Linked DNA regions of Zea mays: region 2 is linked to region 1. A link is a contact called in public Hi-C data. All regions are on one chromosome and are shown on one strand. Each heading gives the region's core, a stretch centred on a gene start, on an enhancer-like site or on the middle of the called end of the contact. The rest is flanking DNA. Distances are from core to core; before and after follow the strand shown.

The links. A called contact is a pair of places that touch in the nucleus more often than the background predicts.
Region 2: a contact with region 1 is called in a Hi-C map of leaf, with 9 times the contacts expected there. The contact joins the promoter of LOC107648854 here to the promoter of LOC100283445 in region 1. A contact is called at or near these places in 7 of 25 Hi-C or Micro-C datasets (ear, endosperm, leaf and 2 more).

Annotation. Positions count from the first base shown.
Region 1 is chr1:46,684,534-46,687,702 of Zm-B73-REFERENCE-NAM-5.0, forward strand. It overlaps LOC100283445 (transaminase/ transferase, transferring nitrogenous groups), which reads left to right and starts at 1,684. Exons shown (of 10, transcript NM_001156346.3): 1 at 1,684-1,887; 2 at 1,974-2,059. The coding sequence starts at 1,811.
Region 2 is chr1:47,134,651-47,137,819 of Zm-B73-REFERENCE-NAM-5.0, forward strand. It overlaps LOC107648854 (putative pectinesterase/pectinesterase inhibitor 58), which reads right to left and starts at 1,578. Exons shown (of 1, transcript NM_001323628.1): 1 at 1-1,578. The coding sequence starts at 1,419.

The sequences.
Region 1 (3,169 bases), core at 434-2,933:
AATTACTTAGTTATGTGGTCGGTGGACCGTTCGGGCCAGGAGGCCGGACCTTCCGCATGAACCAAGATGAGTTTGGGCAGGGACGGTGTATTTTTGAGTCATTGTACTACGGACTGTCCGGGGTTTTTAGCCGGACAGTATATGGTCCTAGTGTGGATCGTCCGACCATTGTTGGCGGACAGTCCGCCCGTGTTATTCAAATTGGTCAGTGCTCTAGCATTTCATATTAACAGGCCCCGGACCGTCCGGCCTAGGCGGGCGGATCGTCGAGGCTTGACTTTTTCCGACAGCGCTAACATGTTTCAAACGATCTTTATAGCCGTTACTGGTAAGACGGACCGTACACGTGTGCGTAGAACATGTGCTAGTTGCATATAACGACTAGGTTTGTGTTGGGGGCTATAAATAGAAGGGGAGCTTGTGTGTGAGGGCTCTATTGGCCATTTCTAGCACACATTGAGCTCATTTGTGATCACCTAACTCAAACTCTCACACTCGTTGCTTGAGATTGCATTCTAGTGAGTGATTGAGAGGTTCTAGTGCATTTGCATCCATTGTGATCTTTTGAGGCACTAGGTGGTACACCGGGCAAGCATCATCGACTTGTTACTCTTAGAGGTTGCCGCCTCCTAGACGGCTCGGATGTTGTCTCCGTCGAGCTCTCCGCGCAGATTGTGGAGAAGTCACAGTGTTGGTTGTGAGGGGTTCGCGCCCACCTTGTCGGAGCGGCAAAGGTAACACTAGTGGAATCGAGGTATTGAGCGAGTTCTTGACCACTTGGCTGAAAGATCAAATCGTGTCTTGATAGAGGAGCAAGCGAGAGCTTGAATTCCACCTCAACGTGGATTAGGGATGATCGGCAAATCACCGATACCACGAGATAAATTTCGGTGTCATTCTCTCACTCTTTACTCATTACTTGCAAGTAGTTAGTGATCTATCATTTGTAGTATTGATAAAAATTGCTCATCATATTTTGTTAGTCTATCAAAGCTAGAAAATTATATTTCTTGTTGTTTTTATTAAATTTCTCTAGTGTCCTTGTTTTTAGTTGAAAAACCGTCTATTCATCCAACTATAGCCGGTGTCCTAGATCCTACAATCCCTTTGTTCTGAAAGTGAAGCTGCCGTTTAACTCTCTCCCTTAACGTCGTTAGCGAAAATCATAATTAGTGATTAAAACATAAAAATGAGGGGTAAACTCACAATTGAAAGGTGAGAGAAGGGTACAATCACAATTAACCCTGAAAATTTCGACATTTTTAGGGTTAATTGAGATTTTACCCTTCTCCCACCATGCAATTATGATTTTACCTCTTATTTTTTTAATCACTAATTCTGATTTTTCACTAACGGTGTTAAGAGGGAGGACCAAACGATAGCTTCGTTTTCAAAATAAATGAGTAAAATCACAAAGTTGAAAACGAGGGTAAAATCACAATTACAAGATCAGAAAAGGATATAATCACGCTTTTTTTTTAAAATAAATATCGCCACTTCAATTGTCGTGAGAGATGAAAATAAACGAATAATAATGATTGGCAATACTTGCACGGGGCAACCACTGCATGGTTGCCGGGCTTGTGAAAAGCTCACACGACGACTCGGAGTGTGGCCCATAAGGTCCACGGATGAAGGAACTGCCGTCAGTCAAAAGACATCAGGGTAGCCCACGGCCCGCGTAAAAACTCACATCGTTCCCTACACCCTACTCCCTCCGTCAGCCAGCGAAGTTCCTTCAGTCACTCAACACCTTACGTCCCTAGCCATCCTCCGCCGCCTCCGTCTCTGCTTCCCTAGAGCCGTCGCGATGGCAGCAGCCCCTGCCGGTGCCCCTGCAATCACCGCATCCTCCTCCTTTGTTTCTTCGTCTCCGTTCTGTCTCAAGTAGCTGACTCCTCCCTTGTACCCGTCGCAGTATGCGATTTTTGTGTGTTTTCCGATGGATACGTCTAACTGTGACTCGCTTCCAGGGCATCGATGACCAGCCAGCGCCGACCCGCGGGGAGAGTCTCCATCGTCATCCGCTGCGTCAGTAGCCCGCCGGCCGTCGACACATGTACTATCGGTTTCCATCCCGTTAGTAGAAATAAGAAATTCTATGTTTAAGCTCTAGACTCTTGTCTATCCAAAACATTGTTTTGTATTATAGACTGCACTGTTCGCAGAATGAAGTTTGAATATGGGTATGAGTATGGATAAACTGCTGGAGATAGTCTTATGACCCGTTTGGTTGTTCCACAACTTGCCTAAGTTAGTCGGTAAAATTGAAGAACTAACCCTAGATAGAAAAGTTAGACAGACTATGGCAAGTTAGGCAGCGAACCAAATAGGCCCTTAGTTTCTTAGTTTTTATTTTAGACGTCCAATCTAATGCTTCAGATGCTAGTTTAGAATCCGTGGTGGTGGTATTATTGATTGTGATTAGAGATAGCAATCGACACCACCTGATGGGTTTTACCCGATATGAAGGCGGGTATGAGATGATTTCTTTACCTATGGATATGTTAATGGGTAAGAATCTCTACCTGACGGGTAGAAGGGTACAAATACTACCAATACTCGTTTACTCATGGGTAAAATATACCCACATCATACCACTATTACTATCTAATAAGTTCTATCTTAGCTAAAAGAAAATATTTCTCCGGCTATCATTTGTTTAACTATCAATAATCTTATGTTTTTTATACTTGAAGTTGAATTTATTTTTGTGTGTTTGTTTGAAATTTTGAGAGATTGACATATTAGAATTTGATATTTTTCCAGCGGGTATGGGTTACCCGATGTGTAAAATTACCTGTCCAGTTACGGATATAGGTAAGATTCTATACCCGTGACCGAATATGTGGTAACTCGATGGGTAGATTTTTTATAGGTACGAGTTGGAATGATAATACCTGTTGGGTATATATCCGTTGACATCCGTAGTTGTGATACCCTATAGTAGCTTCTAAGGGTGTCATCAGTTGGAAAGTGTGAAACCGTAACCCTGATCCAGGGTTGGGTGTATATTATAGAGAGCGGCGGGCCAAGCCCATTACACTGGGGGTAAACAGGTAAATACAAGAGAGCCCTAGCCTAACCCTAAGGGCTAGTTTGGGAACACTGTTTTTCCAAGGGATTTCAAATTTCCCAAGTGAAAATGAACTAATTTCCCTTGGAAAAA
Region 2 (3,169 bases), core at 328-2,827, 450 kb after region 1:
GATGTAGAGCGTGCGCGAGTGCTCCTTCCACGGGCGGCCCAGGAAGGTCCTGAACCGGCCGACGCTCTTCTCGAACTCCGGGTGCGGCGCGACGGTGCAGTTGTGGATGACGGTGCCGCCCACCGACCGCCTCTCCTTGCGGCCCTGCGCCGTGACGATGTTCTGCTGGTTGTCCATGCACTTGCGCACCTGGATGAGGCAGTTCTGGAACACCACCTGCGCGTTGCCGAAGATGAAGTCGATGGTGCCCGTGATGACGCAGTCGCGGTAGTACTGGCGGCTCGTGTGCGTGTACAGCGTGTCCTGGTACCCGTCGAACCGGCACTCGTAGAACGCCGACATGTCGCTCTGCACCCGCAGCGCCACCGCCTGGTGGTTCTTGGCTCCCGCCGTGTTCTTCACGCCGATCCCGCGCATCAGGAACCCGTTCCCGATCGCCTCCATCGTGGCCGTGTCCTTGGTGGTGATGTTCATCATGAAGCTCTTGTGGCCCGTGATCACCGTCTTGGTGGCGCCGTCGCCGACCATCACCAGGTTCGTCACGTTCCGGGCCACGGACACGTACTCCCTGTACTTGCCGGCCTTCACGTACATGACGTACGTGGTGGCGCTCTTCAGCGGCACCTTGGCCAGCGCCGCGTTGATGGTCCTGAAGTCGCCGCTGCCGTCCTTGGCCACCGTCACGTCGGGCCTGAAGCCCTTCTCGCCGGGGGAGACCAGCAGCAGCCGGCGCTTGGCGTCGGGCATCCACGAGGGCGCGCCGCGGGCGTGCTCCGCGAGGAGCCGGCGGTGGAAGCTCGGCAGGCCAAGATTGGCGAGCGTCTCGGAGAACTCGTCCACGAGCGCCAGGATGTTCTCCGTCAGCTCCTGCGAGCTGTTGAGCGCCTTGCGCATCTTGCCCGCGGCGGGCGTCGTGGTGTTCTCGAACCCGTCCAGGCACGTCTCCTGGTACGTGAGCGCGGAGCTCAGCCACGTCCGGAGGTCGTCCACGGCGCTCTTGAAGTTGGTCATCTCGAAGCCGCCGAGCCTGTCGAACGTCGTCCGGAGGTCGTCGATGGCGTAGTCCAGCAGCTCTCCGCAGTTGTGGAGCGCGCCCGACGTGCGCCGGTCGTGCTTGAGCTCGTTGAGCAGGGCGGACTCGCGCACGGCCTTCGCGATCCGGTCGGACGTCACCTTGAAGATGGCCTTGGCCAGCTCCGTGGGGCTGGTGGCGTTCCCGGCCGCCGCCTCCAGCGCCTTCTCGCACGTCTCCCTGTAGTCCACGGGCTGGCAGAAGGACTTGATGGACTTCACCGACGTGGACATCTCGCCCTCCTCGGCCCTCCCGCCATCGCCGCTGCCTTTGAAGGAAACGACGCAGATGGTGGCCACCACCGCCACGACCAGGACGGTCGATGCGCCGATGACGGCGCCTTTCATCGCAGGGTACGCACGGCCTAGATGTCCAATTTGCGCAAGCTCACACACGCATACGGCATACAACACACAAACACAGTATATGTAGTCTGAGTGCAATGTGGTAGGTATTTAGTGCCCCCAATCACACCAATAGAAAAGTCGACACTCTATGTTTTGGTGTGAATTGGAGTACCGAGCAAGAGCATCGAGACGAATTTTTATACTGCGCTATAGGCAGCGTCAAAACTGGGACATGGCGAAGAGGGACGGTTGTGCATTGGCGTTGGAGCCGAAGTAAAGGGAGAGCCAAGCAACGACGACGGACGGCGGTCACTGGTGTAGCGTTTGTTCGGAAAAAAATTGTTTGCGATTTTTTTTTTCTAGAAAAAGTTTTGCCAGGCTCGCGCGTTTCGGCCTTTCAGCGGAAATGATCTAATAAGAAGGCAACACTGCTGTACAGAGATAATCTCGGTGTCTGTTACCTAATATGTAACCTAACATGCTAATTATAAGAATGCAACACACTTATATCATAATAGATAAACTGAATTATAAGATTAAATCAGATGATGAGTACCGATCGAACATACTGATTGACAACGTGGAAGCTAGCAGGGTCAACGTGGTCGATGGCGAGAAAAACATGAGTAGTCGCGTGAATACGCTTCTCAAAAAACTTATTTTTCTTCTCCTGGTACAGAATCTCGAAGGCAACAGGTTCCGGAGACATGCTCTCCCGATCACAGGTGCACATCGGTGCTCGGGATAAAGAAGAGTACATCGACGACGCAGATAACAAAGGAAAACCTAACTAGTGCTCAGGGTATTTCTAGCTAGGGTTGTCAACAGTCACCTCGGTGGTGGTGGCGGCCGCAGCTACAGGGGAGAGGAGGGGGGCGCAGGGTAAGGAGACGGCCGCTACTTAGGGAGGAGAGGCCGCGGCTGGGGCGTCCACGACAGGAAAGAAAGTGGGGGCGTGCGGCGGATGCGGTTGTGCAGCGGCGGCTACGGATTAGGGAGGGAAGGAGAAAGGAAAACCTACTTATACCATGTAGGAAACAATAATACTATCAGGATTAAATGTTGTATTAATAGCATGAGTTAGCTGTGTCTGTCCAATTATACAAAGGTAAGAGGGTAATTACATAGGATAAACCTCAAACCCTAAGCGGGTCCGTACTGTTCTAGCCGAAACTGATATTTTTCTCTGAAGCATGGATACTTCAGGAAGGAGGCATTGCTGTACAACGCTACGCCTCAATCAAAAGATGAAAAAAATGAACAAAGCATGAGATCGCGTTCTCGGCACTTGTGCCCATGTTGCAGCACTGACAGAATAAGCAATTAAAGCAAAAAAAAAAACGAAATGAGGCAGCTAGTCCAGACGAATGGCGGAACCCTGCCTGTTCCTTCGCTTTCACAGAAGCGAGCAGGGAGAGAGAGGGGGGACCAAGAACGCATTCCGCTCTGGTTGGGAGTTGAGACGTTTCCGTGGTCCACGGAGTCCCGGGACACAACTAGAGAGCTACTCGACCGGCGACGCATGCATTTGCTCCGGCTCAAGCGGGCGGCTGATGGATGGCAGGAGATCAAGCAACAAATCCCAGCACCACAGCGCTGTTTTCGCTTTCGTTCGTACGCACAGCAGATCCGGGAGGAGTCCAGAACGCGGCCCCGCCGATTTCGACGCGGACGCAAGTTGCCAATCCCAACGTCATTACTAATGATGACAGGGGTAAGTACTCTGAGCCATGGCTGACAAGGCCACGTC